Linked DNA regions of Muntiacus reevesi: region 2 is linked to region 1. The links are chromatin contacts, called in public Hi-C maps. All regions are on one chromosome and are shown on one strand. The core of a region is the stretch at or near the end of the contact, and the rest is flanking DNA. Distances in the headings are between cores, read along the strand shown.

What was found. A called contact is a pair of places that touch in the nucleus more often than the background predicts.
Region 2: a contact with region 1 is called in a Hi-C map of muscle, with 2.3 times the contacts expected there. The contact joins the promoter of LOC136158319 here to the promoter of LOC136156215 in region 1. A contact is called at or near these places in 2 of 3 Hi-C or Micro-C datasets (blood and muscle).

The regions. Positions count from the first base shown.
Region 1 is chr1:230,200,572-230,208,119 of mMunRee1.1, reverse strand. It overlaps LOC136156215 (mitochondrial ornithine transporter 2), which reads left to right and starts at 2,791. Exons shown (of 2, transcript XM_065918738.1): 1 at 2,791-6,485; 2 at 7,016-7,548. The coding sequence starts at 7,053. TAF7 (TATA-box binding protein associated factor 7) reads left to right here and starts at 368. Exons shown (of 2, transcript XM_065918737.1): 1 at 368-668; 2 at 781-2,653. The coding sequence starts at 1,091. The coding sequence ends at 2,140.
Region 2 is chr1:230,440,296-230,447,843 of mMunRee1.1, reverse strand. It overlaps LOC136158319 (large ribosomal subunit protein uL22-like), which reads right to left and starts at 3,405. Exons shown (of 1, transcript XM_065920120.1): 1 at 2,851-3,405. The coding sequence starts at 3,405. The coding sequence ends at 2,851.

The sequences.
Region 1 (7,548 bases), core at 1,542-4,041:
GAATTGTTTTATCGGCTCCAGATTTAAGAATATAGTCTGGGGAGACTCTGAGATGTTTCCAAAAACAAACACTATTTCCGCACGGACGCCCTATCTCCAGCAATCCACGGAAGCCTAGGAAGTAACCGGCCTCCGGCGAGCTGGTAAAAGCTCTGGCTTAGTAGAGGCAGGCGAGACCATCTTTCTTAGAATTGCTTTCTTTAAACACTTTCAAGGTAATAGCTATTTTTGAAACATGATCGCCATCTTCTCGTAAAACCAAAATCTCGCGAGACAACAAGTCACGCCGAACGCCGTAATCACGCGTTGCGCCTGCGCGCGGTGAAATGCCCTGCACTTCCGCCCAAGGCGTGCTGTCACTCACAGACTCCTCCAGTCCTGCGGAGTGACGTAACGCTTTCTTTTCCGCTGTGTCTGCAGCCCCGGACGGAGGCACGCCGAGCTGCGCAGTTGCAAAGTCTGGCGCTCGGAGCTGCGGCTCTGTGCGAGATTTCACGTTGCCGGTCCCGACTCATTTCACCGATAATCAATAGCGGATCGCTTTGCCAAGTGCCGGGAAGAACAAAGGAATTAAGAAAGAGACGCTCGGCTCCCGGCGTTCTTGTTCTGAGTGGCTTTTCCCGCTCGTTCCTGTCCGGAGAAACTGAACTTATAATCGTCACTGGATTGTAAGTACCCGAGGGGAAGAGAGCTCACTACGCCCCGCATTTTGAATCTCTTTGTTCCGGGAGAGTTTGTGGTTTGGGCGTATCTGCTGAACCTTACTTTCTGTTTCCGCAGGAGCCGCCATTTGCTTTCTCTGCATTGTTCTGCAGCGGCATCTAGAGGTTGAAACTTGGCGTTACCGCTAATAGATTTAAATGGACATAACTGAATAAGCCAATGCGTCAGTAACAACTGTTGTTCAGTCACGGCGTTTTAAGAAAGACTTGGGGCTTAATTAAAAACATGCTTAGCTGCTGTTCTACCTAGAACTCTTTGTAATTAAGGATTCAAGTTTGTAAAGAACTGGTCTTTCTGGTGAAGTACCTGGAACTTTTCAGTGCAAAAAGTGGTTATTAGAGAAAAACTGAATTACAAAGAAATAAAAATGAGTAAGAGCAAAGATGATGCTCCTCATGAACTAGAGAGCCAGTTTATCTTACGCCTACCCCCGGAGTATGCCTCTACTGTGAGGCGGGCAGTACAGTCTGGCCATGTCAACTTGAAGGACAGACTGTCAATTGAGTTACACCCTGATGGGCGTCATGGAATTGTCAGAGTGGACCGAGTCCCTTTGGCCGCAAAATTGGTAGACCTGCCGTGTGTTATGGAGAGTTTGAAAACCATTGATAAAAAAACCTTTTACAAGACAGCTGATGTCTGTCAGATGCTTGTCTCTACAGTTGACGGTGATCTCTATCCTCCTGTGGAGGAACCAGTTGCTGCTACTGATCCCAAAGCAAGCAAAAAGAAGGATAAGGACAAAGAGAAAAAATTTGTATGGAACCATGGAATTACTCTGCCTCTGAAAAATGTGAGAAAGAGAAGATTCCGTAAGACAGCAAAGAAGAAGTATATTGAGTCTCCAGATGTGGAAAAAGAAGTAAAGCGGTTGCTGAGCACAGATGCTGAAGCTGTCAGTACCCGCTGGGAAATAATTGCTGAAGATGAGACAAAAGAAACAGAAAATCAAGGCCTTGATATCTCTTCCCCAGGAATGTCTGGCCACAGGCAGGGCCATGACTCCTTAGAACATGATGAGCTTCGGGAGATATTCAATGACCTCAGCAGCAGCAGTGAAGATGAAGATGAGACACAGCATCAAGATGAAGAAGATATAAACATCATAGACACTGAAGAAGATCTGGAAAGGCAGCTACAGGACAAACTAAATGAATCGGATGAACAGCACCAAGAAAACGAGGGAACCAATCAGCTGGTTATGGGAATTCAGAAACAGATTGATAACATGAAAGGCAAGCTCCAGGAGACCCAGGACAGAGCAAAGCGACAGGAGGATCTCATCATGAAAGTGGAAAACCTGGCTCTCAAGAACAGATTTCAGGCTGTACTGGATGAACTGAAACAAAAGGAAGACCGGGAAAAGGAGCAGCTCAGCTCTTTGCAAGAAGAGCTAGAATCACTCCTAGAGAAGTGAGGAGTGGTTTCATAGTTAATTTCATTGCTGTGAAATTCAATGCTGAGGTCAGCATTGAAAGAGAAAATTTTTTTGTTTTCATCACTTGTAAAACTTTGTAGTAGTTCACATTTTCCTCCACTGTCTTCTGTTGGATTTGTCTTGTGAATTTCTATCTCATTTGTCTTTTGGAACCACTTTGCTAGGTGTTTATCCCGTAGGAAATAGGAATGTATAGACAGATAAATGTAGAGAAGTTGTAGGAGTGAAAAGTTCAACTTAGTTATTAATCACAGCTTCATTGCAGGACTTTGTGGCTGTTTCTCGATTTAGAAGCTTCCATTGCTACTCTGTGATGACATCTGAGGTAAATCAGTAGAGTCTAGTCTGGAGGCAGTAAAGTTTGTTTACATATGTTTTTTGATGCTATAGCTAATTTTCCAGCTATTCAAAGCAGTTTTTCGTATTTTTGCATTGCAAGTCATTTCATAACGTTCAACAATAAATAAAAGCAAGTTAAGTTTCACTTTATAATGTGTCTTGCTCTTTTAGGGGTAGTGGATATTATCCTCTTCTGAAGTGGTTTCCTGGTGTGGTTTAATAGATTGACCACTTGGATTCTGTTTTGTAGGAAAAGAAGCAATTATGTTCGATTTTAAGAAGAGAACACAGCAAGGGCAAAGAAATCGGGAAGTATCACCTTTACATTATGTTTTCAATCCATCTGCTCCATTTGGAGGTTAGGAAATAAAGAGCTTTCCTAAACTATCCAAATGTTTTTTCCAGCCTAATCTCCCATTCTCCCACTGTTTTCAGTCCTGAGCTTATTTACATTTCTTTTTTCAAGGAGTTTAATTACTCCTCTTCCTCTGTAATATTAGAGATATTCTGTAATAGGATCTCTGTAATAGAAGAGATATTCTACTGGGATAAGTACTCTTATGCACCTGTCATACCAGAGTCTAAGTTACCTGTTGCTCATTTCCTTACTAAGCTGTTAATTCACTGAGATTAGGCATTTTGCCTTGTTAGTCACTGTATAGAAGAGTAAAGCCGTTAAGATCACAAGGCCAGGCGTTGTAGTGCCTGGGTTGAGTGGTCTTGGGCAAGTAAATTAATCTGTTTGCCTCAATTTCCTCATCTCTAAAGTGGAGATGATAATATCATCTACCTCAGGACCCTTGATTTTGGCTATTGAGTTAATACATATAAAGGATATGAGAACAATTCCTTGAATAGAAGCAAATTATTGCCTATTTTCTAGGCAGGGATTACAAACTTGAATGAAAGAGTGATCAAAATGGTAGAAAAGTGTATGAAGAAGCTTTTAAATGTTGATTGATTCCAAATTAAAGAATCATTCTAAATCAAAGCTTAAACTACAGCAGAAACATTTGTTTCCAATATGTACATCTCAGCATAAGCATACTGAGTTTACTGTAGCTTTGTTTTTTTTTTTTTTAGATTTATTTATGGTTTTGCAGAAATATAAAGCCTCCATAATGAAGAGTAATTGTCTGTTACATAAACTTCAAAAGAGAAAAACTTAAGATCCATTTCCCTTCATGTAAACCCAGAGTTTCTAAAAAAGACTTCTCACAGCTCCTTTGTCTGATGAGTGTGATATATAGTTGGGCTACAGTTTTCAATATTTCTCTGAGTGAACAGAAATTGAATTTTTAAAAAAAGTTTAAAATACAGATAAAAGACTAACTGAAAATTGTAAGCAATGCAGAAATTTTACAAATTTTACTCACTCCCCTATTGCTAGTCACTTAGGTTCTGTTTTAAATTTGCTATTACACAGAATGCTGCAATAAGCATATCACTGTGGCCTCCATTTTTCATTGTATTTATAGATTAGGTACATGGAGTCTTTATGTTCAGTTCTAAATGTCATAAAGCCTAGACATTTGATCAAATGTTTGAGATGAAAAATTGAGACAAATTGTGACAAATCAAGTCTCTGAAGGACTGTGTCTTGAACTCTGCTTTTTATCTCTCAGTATCCAGTAAGAATTCTGTGTAAAAACACAGACTAGGAAAACTGCTCACTGCACAGGAACTATAGATGTTGGCCTTTCTGTATTACAGATGCCCAGCTCTTTCACACTACAGAGCTTTACTTTTATTACACTTATATTTCCCTTTTTCTGGGACAGTCTAGATAATCTCAGGGCTAGCTTTTTGTTACTCAGCCCTCAGCTCAGACTTTACTTTCTCTGGTAAACCTACCTGGCTACTCAGATATCTAGGGAATATGTGATGTGGATATGCATCTTAAGAGTGATGATCTTCACTGAAAATCTGGAAATTTCATTGCCATTATTTTCCATGTGTGTTTGGGAGTACGTGTGCTTAAATTTAAAACAGAAGCATCATAATTTTGATTAAGTTAGAATCAGGAAAAAATGGTTTCAGATGGTTAAGACTGCCTTTTGTCTTGGGCAGTATTACAGTATATTCTGTAAACAGTATATACAGTAAAGGTCCAAGTCCAGCTGTTAAGTATATTTTATGGATCTTGAGCTCTGGCTATACTATTTGTACAACTGTGTCTGACTGTTCAATGAAGTTACAGACCATTTCTCTATTAATGCCCACATGATCCCTGGCACTGATTACTAATTTGGTTTTTCCAAAACACACACATATATGAACTTAATGCAGAAGCAGTTAATGATTTACTGTAGTAACCTTTATCTCTTGTGTTTGTAAAAACTCAGTATGTGCTTTAAAAATAAGCAAAATTTTAAAATATTTAAAAATAAAAAACAATGAACCATATGTCATTAATGGACAGTTTTAAAAGCCAAGACATTTTTAAAAAACAAATACGATAGGACTAAAAAATTTTTTTTTCTAGTTTAAAATGGCACATTGTTCTGAATCTCTTTTCTCTCCCAGAAAGCCTGCTGATACAGTAGCCCCTAAGGGAAAGAATAGTGGGTGAGACAGCAGGGGATGAGATGTCAATGACAATGATGTCAGTCTGTTTTGATAAGGCCAAAGCAGGTGAAATTATTAATTCAGAGGTGGCAGAAAGTTTCATGCTAAATGTCTACAAGGAGGTATACCAAGGAGAAACAAACCCACTTGACATAGACACTGTGAGGCTGGCCGTTTGTGCAGGCCCTTTCCAAGGAAAAGGGAAGGTGTGCAAGTCCAAGTTCAGGGACTTCTCTGGAGGTCCCAGTGGTTAGGATTCCAGCTTCCACTGCGGAGGGCACAGATTAGATCCCTGGTGGGGGAACTAAGATCCCACAGGTCCAGCAATGCAGCCAAATAATAAAAGTCTGTGTTCAGAGTGGTTGGACATCCAGGAACCCTATCTCACTGGAGGAAGCCAGATGACTTCCTTACCTATCCCACAGAAGGAAAGTTTATTTTATGGGTAAACTGAACTAAAGAAGGCCCAGATGAAGGCTGGGTTCTACAGCATTTAAACAAGGGAATTGTGTGAAAGTCTTTTCTGATTGCAGAATGTCATCCCTCTTCTCCCATTTGGTCTCTTTTACATCAGTACTCAAGGCGTACACTGCCCCCTCCCCCATCCCCAAGCACGGACAAACAGACTTATTGGAAGACTGGGAAGATTATTCTCTGAAGAAATCATGTGGTATCGGGGAAAAGAAATCAGGTGCACTTGGGCACTCTAAAGGAAAGACCAGGTCACTATTTTCTACAGCAATGAAGTCTATCTGATGACAAACACTAACCATGCACCATCTGCTTTTAGATGCCTCACTTTAAAATATTAGCTGATAGCCAAAGGATCAAAGAAAGCTTTCAAAGTGAATCATCTAAGCACACTTTCTGCCCTCTCCCCATTTTGTTTTTAACCCCCAAAGTAAAATACCGCCAAGGGCTTAGAACGTAAACTTTAAGAGCATTGGTTCCAACGCTGGTATTATAAGCATCTGGGAGGAAAAAGTGTCCTGGCAGCGGTACCCTCACTGATGGCCCAAACCACATCTTGCCTCCTAGGTCTGTGGTCAATTACACCCAGAACTTCTGTTGCACAAAGCTGCATGGCTCCTCAACGAGAGCCCGGAAGCACCAGAACCACACAACTCTTTTCTATCAACTTTCTTAGCTATATATAAATATCTCTTTTCCAAGCCGATTGTACAAGGCCGTATCCTACCTCAAGAAATAATAAGGGCTCTGCGTCCACTAGCTCGCAGGGATCCAGGTCCAGAGCCTCGGCGATGTTGCCACGAAATAAGGTTTCTGTCCGCCTTAGGCCTCCCTTCCCGTCCCCCGGCGAGCGAAGCGCCACGTCAGGAGAGAGGCGCGGCCGTCGCCACCTTTGCGGAGCCGCCGTTCCTCTCCCGAGGCGATTGAGGGTTTTCTGATCCGTCAGGTAAAACCCCCGCCCCCCAACCCGTGTTTGTTTGTTTTCTCTTATAAACCTTTGTCTCTGAAGATTGACCCTTTGACTCCGGGCGCGAACAACTGGGAGCACCTCCCATTTTGTTTGGCCGAGTAGAAAATGCCTGGCGGGGTAGGGAGGGGGTCTAGCCGAATAGGAAGGCTTTTCTTCCTTCGCTGCCGCAGCGCCTAGAGTTTCTGCCCCTAATCTCAGGAATTTATCGAATAGCTTTCAACTGCTGTATTATGATTCATCTGAAGTGTTTATCTAGTCCATCCTCGACCCCGCGGGCGCTGGGACGGCCTGGCTGAGTGGAGTTAGCAGACCGCCGCGTCGGGCCGCGTCAGGGGTCTGGAAGCGGCGGTCAAGAGGAGAGGCGCGCGCTGGGTCACCGTGCGCGGGGTCACCGTGCGCGGGGAAGGGCGGCCCCAGGCCTAATCTGGGGTTAGGCGGCTACTCCCGCCTGGGAGAGACAGCCAAGAGTAGGGGGTGGGATACAGGACGTCCGTCTTAAACTCCAGAGAGTGGCCTTCCGCGGAGACCGGCGGGTGGGCGAACATGAAGTCCAGTCCTGCTATCCAGGCTGCCATCGACCTCACCGCGGGGGCCCTGGGGGGCACAGCGTGCGTCCTGACCGGTCAGCCCTTCGACACTATGAAGGTGAAGATGCAGACATTCCCCGGCCTGTACAGGGGCCTCACCGACTGTGCCCTGAAGACCTACTCCCAGGTTGGCTTGCGGGGCTTCTACAAGGGGACCGGCCCCGCGCTGATGGCCTACGTCGCCGAGAACTCGGTCCTCTTCATGTGCTACGGCTTCTGCCAACAGTTCGTTAGGAAAGTGGCTGGACTGGACGAGCAGGCGAAGCTGAATGATCTGCAGACTGCGGCCGCGGGTTCCATCGCCTCAGCGTTTGCCGCACTGGCCCTGTGCCCCACGGAGCTTGTGAAGTGCCGACTGCAGACCATGCACGAACTGGAGGTGTCAGGGAGGATAGCAAAAAGCCATGATACAGTTTGGTCCGTCGTGAAGAGTATCCTTAGAAAGGATGGCC
Region 2 (7,548 bases), core at 2,156-4,655, 240 kb before region 1:
TCCTGAAGTTGGGGAATACTGCGTGGAGACGGACCTCCCTTCTGTTCTGAGGGCTCTTAGGAACCATTACTAATCATAACCAAATAACAACTGGGACTTGGGCTGCTGACCTTGTGCCTTGACTCTGCTCTGTCTTTAGAAACTGAGAATTATTTTCCTTTCTTAACCTCAATTTCTACTCTCCAAAATTTAGAATTCAATATAGATATCAAGATTCATGACAAAATTAGCTTGGACTCTGTAGGACTGATTGTTTTGACATATGCAAAAATAGTGATAAAAGGAAAATAGGGTCCCTGTATTGGACAGCAGGGGGTGCCCTTTCCCTTCGCTTTATTGCCTGGCACTCCCTGCTGCATTCAGCCATTTTAGACAGATTGTTTTTGCTCCCAGCTAACTCCATTTTGTGTTTGTGACGCAGAAAAAAAAGAATTCTGCAAGGGAGGAGCCTGGCTGGGGGAGGGAGGGAGGGAGGCAGGCTGAGGCAGGGCTTCAGATCTTTACTCAGCACTTGTTCACCAGGGACTTAACCTTGCTGCAGGCTGCCTGCATGCTGAGCAATAGATGCTGCAAGTCCCTGCCAGCCGAGCAAAGAACAGAGTGATGCCTGGCTGCTGGACACCAACTAGCCATGGCAGGGTGCTGGTTTTGAGATGGCAGGCAGTACATCCCCTTTGCCTTATCAAGAATCTTAAGCCTGGGTTTCAGTGGTTTTACTGCAAAGATGTTTAGGCTGGGTATCCTCAATTAAAGAATCAGCTAAGAAGAAAAGATACCCTTTTCACTCACTTGTCTGAGGAGAATCAGATTCTCAGGTGACTCTAGAGAAACAGTCTGACTTTAAAAAAAACACATTTATTTTTGAAAATGTAACCCCTCTCCCCACACGTATATAATACATATGTACACATGTGTACACACATACATATATGAGGAGAATAGTATGAATACCTATCTCCATCACCCAGTTTAAAAACTTAACTCATGGTTAGTCTTGTTTCATGTACCTCCTTCATCCTCCTCCTCACCACTCCAGTTATTCTAAAGCATATTCTCATTAGTCATATCATTTAATATCCTGAGTTGAGAATGTGTATCAAAAAATAAGGACTTTTAAAGAAAGAGAATCATATTTTCATATCTGAAAATTTCTTTAATTAATAAACACATATCCACTCAGTGTTCTTAAAGTAGTGTTTTTTTAAGTTTGTTCACCTGAATTAGAGCCAGACAAAATCTACATTGCAATTGATTGATGTCTCTATAGGTTTCCTCTCTAGCTTGCTTTGTCTATTTTCTCATCTTGCAGTGTGTGTATAGACTTAATTTCTTAAGGAGTGAGGGAGGATCTCTCAGATTGGGACTGAGGAGATTCAGAGCCAAGTGTGTCTTCTTCACACAGCAGAGCCTCCCATCTTTTGGATTTCCCGAGAGGTGCTGGGAGAGGAAGTGAAGGTGCAGCGCTCTGCAGCCTGCGGAGGGAGAGGGGCAGAGGCTTTTACTAGGACAATGGCTTGTGACTCCTGACATGATAGTCTGTTACCTACCCAGAGTCTTCAGAAACGTTCACAGGTTGCTCTCAACAGAGAACATGGTCAAAGTGGACCATGCTCTTTCTGGGGAATTAAAGGAGAGGTTTTAAGCTTTGGAACACCAAATTTACCAAATATACCTGCTCTATAATAGCTGCATCCCTACAGTAATTCCAGATCACTTTATCTCCCAGACACTTCCTTTTTACTTCATTGCAATCTTTCTCCCTGATTAGATTTAATTAGTTAGGAATGCTGGGAAGGATTGGGGGTAGGAGGAGAAGGGGACGACAGAGGATGAGATGTCTGGATGGCATCACTGACTCGATGGGCATGGGATTGGGTAGACTCCAGGGGTTGGTGATGGACAGGGAGGCCTGGCGTGCTGCGATTCATGGGGTCACAAAGAGTCAGACACGACTGAGTGACTTAACTGAACTGACTTCATAGACTGCTCTACAGAAAGGAAAAAATACTATTGTGTGGGGGATGGGCACATGTGAAAATTCTTCTACAGTTTCAGGATTATAGCATCCCCATGACCTTGTCAGAGATAACCCCAGAGATGGGCCTAGATGCAGATGATGAGATGAAAGCTCTTGACTCCTGATGCTCTTTTTCCCCTTTTGGAAATGGGTCAGTGACTCTGACTTTCAGCAGCCACAGCAGGCAGTCTGTTCCCTTGCTTTGGGCAAGAGCACAGGTTACAGAAGGGACGTTTCAGGAGCTGACTTCTTGGCAGGGCTGGCAGGGCGCTCATAAAGTCTGGTCCTTGGAGACTAGGTTGGCTGAGCGCCTGGTTTGGAAGCTGTAGTACCCATTAGCAAAAGTGCTAAGAATCTTCTAGAGGTCAAGGTTGCAGCAGCTCAAAACACAGACCCTGGCACTAACACACTTTCTATCGGAGTCTCCTGAGTGATAAAGGGTGTCTCTTCTGCTGTTGTCAGCAGAAAAGCACATCCATTTGCAAATAAGATTCTCCTCCTTTTCCCTCTGCTAAAGTGCTGTCTGTATCCGTTTTTGTGTTTGTCCCACATGAATTTTACATAATTCTCTAAATTGAAATTAGCTTTTGATATCATTTTTCGTTTGAGACATGAGGACTTTGTTCTGGGTTTACCATCCTTGATGTGGCAAAAATAGGGGCTGGAATCATTGAGAAGGTTGTATGATACTGTCATACTTGTATCCTGAATTAATGCATCTTTCCTATAACAGTGCTGAGAAGTCAACTAATTGGAGTATTCTATGGGTTTTATATTTTTTTTTTTTTTTTTTTTTTTTTTTTACTTTTATTTGCATTTATTTTCTGCGGCATTTATTCCCGGGCCATAAGTTTTTGTTTCTTCAGTTTCTTCTGGGATATCTTTTTCTTCTGTGCAACCTCCTCTTCTGGTTTAGGAACAATCTGTTCTTTTTCAGTAAGGATCATCTCAATGTGGCAGGGAGAGCTCATGTAGGGGTTGATCCGACCGTGAGCTCTGTAAGTCCTGCGCCGCATCTTGGGGGCTTTGTTCACTTGGATGTGCTCAATGACCAGAGAATCTACATCTAAGCCCTTAAGTTCAGCATTACTCTCTGCATTTTTGAGCATGTGTAGTAAAAATTCAGCACTCTTTTTGGGCCACCGACCCTGCGTCCAGCCCCACTGTTTGGCCTGTGCACACCTACCAACTCCACCATTGTAACGACAGAATGGCACACATTGCTTCTTTAAAGTGACATCCTTCAGATACTTGGTGGCTTTTCGGATATGCATACCCTTTATGGCCTGGGCAGTCTCACGAGTGTTCTTAAAGTGAACACGAAGATTTGAACCTCTTGATTTGCATGATTTTGTGGGGTTTTCTGGGTCGAGTGAATAGCGCACCATTTTTAAGGGTCAGCTCTGGCCGCTTACCGGAAAAGGAAGAGCGGTGGCTCATGGGAGAATTCATGAGAGCTCGAAATCCGGGTTTTATATTTTGACTGTATCTTTCCTATTGGTTGTCAGTGGATCTCTACCTCTCCCAGTCCAGTGTCAAAGCCAAACCAGGGCCAGCTATCCAAGGATGTGAAAATGTTTTAGGTGGTGTCCAGACCCATGCTTATCTAGCGTTTTTCATAGTTCCCTGGTGGATGACAGTTTTAAAAATTTAGACATTTACATTATCTCAGTACATTAACAAATTGAATCATTTAAATTTGTCTACAGTCGTCTTTAGTCTTTGCTTATACTGCATACATATGTTTATATTGTTATCAGAAGTGTATGTGTCTCTCTTTTTCTCTAGCTTGAAGTGTATAGATCATACATGTATGGGTTAATGAATTTTCACAAAATTAAAAATGAAATTTTAATCTGTGTAATTGATGCATGGTCAAGAAACAAAACATTACTAAGACCTGGGAAGCTCACCTTACCCATTTCTAGCTACAAATGATACCTTACTCCTCCCTCCTTGACTCAGAGTAACCACCACCCTGACTGCTCACAGCATAGATGCTTTTAGCTGGCTCTTGTTAGCCACAACCTATTTAGTAATGTTTTTAGTGTTTGCTCATTCTTACAGTACACATTAAGTGCCTTCAGAATTGCTAAGTCATAACACTTTGAAGCACATATCTAACCAGAGTTCAGTATTTGGTTACATCAAGCCTATTTGATTCTTTTTATTAGGTAATTCTCAAATTCATCTTATCTCTGCCTCCATCCCTACTATAACCTTGGGTCATACTTTATTTCTTACCTGAATATTAAACCCCTCTTTTTAAAAAAAATTTTATCGTTCTCATTGACAATCTTCTGTATTGTATAGTAATACCTATTTAAATACTGTGCTTTTGCCTCTGTTGTTCAGTAAATCGAAAATTTTATCTGTTGCCTCCCTATTAGGAAAATGAGAATTTAATAGTTATATTACTACCCTTTCCTCTCCACCAAATTATCATTATCTAATTTTTAGATCTTCTTTTCATATTTTAATTTTTTATTATTAAGTATAACAAAAATATAGAAAACTGCATAAAACAGATGTGCAACTTAATGAATTATTATAAGGTAAATTGGCAATTGGATCTAGAAGCTTAGTCAGAACCAGACTCCATTTGTTTGTCTTTCACCAAAACTTCTTTGTAATAGATATTAGGTTCCTCTTCAGAAGGCACATAATCTGTGACTCCCTTCTGTGATGTTAGTGGCTGCTGATTCTTAGTATATAGATCTCTTTGTTCATTAGGGTTGCAAAATAATGCTGTTCCAAAACAAAGGAAATTCTTCATATAGCCTATTGGTCCTTTGTCACAAACATCTTCTCTGACTTTGTGGCTTTTCTCTTCTTTTTTTGAACAGTGTGTTAATGAAAGTTCTTTATATGAAGTGCTTAGATTTACCGGTCTTTTCCTTTATGAGTAATGTATGCTGTGTCTTGTTTAAGAAATCCTTTAGTCGTCAAGATAATTAATCCTGTAGTTTTTTCTTTTACATTAAGGTTTTTAATTGATTTGTGTTGATTTATTTGCATATGGGTACAATTTTTATATGGACCCTTAGTTGCTGTCCCATTAATTGGGATATCTGACATGCTCAGTGTGTTATATATATCAAGTGCCCTTTACGCCTAGGTCTGTTTTCTGAACTGTGCTCTCCTCCTGGTTGATCATTTTGTCTATTCCAATGCCAGTACCATATAGTCTTGATTATTATGGTTTTATAAAATGTATTATTAATCTCCTATCTTTTGCTGCTTTCCCAAGAATGTACAAGCTCTTCTTTCATATAAATTTTAGAATCACCTTGTCAACTTAAAAAAAGAAACCTGTTGAGATTTTTATTCTACTGACTATATAAATCAATCTAGGAAGAATTGACATCTTGTTATCAAGTCTTTTAATCTATGAATCTTAAAGTCTACATTCACTTGTCATTTTAAATGTTTTTCAGTAAAGCTGTATTGTTCTGTATAGAAGTCTTACACAACTTTTATTAAATTTATTCCTAAGTACTTCATATTCTTATATAGTATTTAAAATTTCTTTATCTGTAGATTCTTTTGGAGCTTCCTTGGTAGCCCAGGTGGTAAAGAATCTGCCTGCAATGCAGGAGACCACAGTTTGATCCCTGGGTTGGGAAGATCCCCTGGAGAAGGAAATGGCTACCTGCTCCAGTATTCTTGCCTGGAGAATTCCATGGACAGAGGAGCCTGGCAGGCTTTATAGTTCATGGGGTCTCAAAAGAGTCAGATACAACTGAGCGACTCACAGGCACACATATTCTTTTAGATTTTTAAAATGTTGATTATCATTATCTTTGGGGCTTCCCTGGTCACTCAGTGGTAAAGAATCCATCTGCCAATGCAGGAGATGCAGGTTCAATCCGTGGTTGGGGAGATCCCCTGGAGAAGGAAATGGCAACCCACTCCAGTATCCTTGCCTGGAAAATCCAATGGACAGAGGAGCCTGGGACAGAGGCTACAGTTCACGGTGGGGTCATGAAGAAGAGTCAGACACAATTTAGCAATTAAATAACAACAAAATCATTATCTTAAGATGAGAGTGTTATTTCTTCCTTTCTAATTAAGATTTTTTTTCTTGCCTTACTGCACTGAATCAGACCACACACCAGACACCTCAGTGTTTTTGAATGAAGTGGTAGATAATGTTGAATATTCTTGTCTTATTCCTAATCTCAAAGACAAAGTTTTCAACATTTTACCTTTAAGCATGGTTTTTGCTTTCAACTTTCAGTAAATACTCTGTCAAATTGAGGAAATTATCTTGTATTCCTAGTTTGCTGAGCATATTTATCATGAATGGGTGTTGAATTTGATCAAATGCCTTTTTATACTGTTAGGATCATCTCGTAATTTTCTCTTTCAGTGTGTAATTGTGGTGAAGCATAATAATTGGTTTCTGTTAGCACTAACCTTGCATTCCTAAAATAAATCCAATTTGGGCATTATTTATTATCCTTTTTTTTTTAATCCTTTTTATTTTATATTGCTTAGTTCAGTTTGCTGGTATTTTACAAATTTTGTGCCTAGGTTTATGAGTAAAAGTAACCTATGATTTTTTGTTCTTTCACATTTTGCTATTAAAGATTATGCTAACCTCATAGTGTGAGTTGAGGAATACGTCCTTTTTCTAAACTCTGGAAGAACTTTTACATAATATTAGGGAAATTATTTATTCCTTGACTGTTTTAAATAATCAGCTGGCAAAGTCATCTAGTCTCCTAGGAAATGTTGACTACCAATTTAATATTGTTCATAGTTACAAGGACTGATCAACTTTTCTCTTGTTGAGTCAGTTTTGGTACGTTATGTTTTTCTAGAAATTTGTCCATTTCGTCTAAATTCTCACGTACATTTTGTATGAAATTATTCATTATAATATGCAAAGCAAACTTAATTCAGTTCTCTCTTATTTCTGTTGTTGTTGTTTTTCCTGATGTTGAGTGCCTAATTGCTGTCTGTCATTTTTAAATATTGATCAGTCTCACCAGAGATTTTTAAAGTTTTCTTAAAAAAAGAACTATTTACTTTGTTAATCTCTGTGATCACTAATTTCTGCTTTTATCTTTATTTTCTTTAAAAAGTTTTCTTTAGTGTTTATTTTACTGTTCTAATTTATTGAAGTGGTTGGTTAAATCATTAGTTTTCAGTCTCTCTTTTTCATATATATTATTGTTGTTCAGTTGCTAAATCATGTCCATCTCTTTGCAACCCCGTGGACTGCAGCATGCCAGGCTTCCCTCTCCTTCACTATCTCCCGGAGCTTGCTCAAACTCATGTCTTTTGAGTCAGTAATGTCATCCAACCATCTCATCCTCTGTCATCCGCTTTGCCTCTTGCCCTCAATCTTTCCCAACACCAGAGTCTTTTCCAATTAGTCGGCTCTTCGCATCAGGTGGCCAAAGTATTGGAACTTCAGTTGCAGCACTAGTCCTTCCAATGGAATATTTGCGTTGATTTCCCTTAGGATTAACTGATTTGATCTCCTTGGTGTCCAAGGGACCCTCAAGAATCTTTTCATTGCC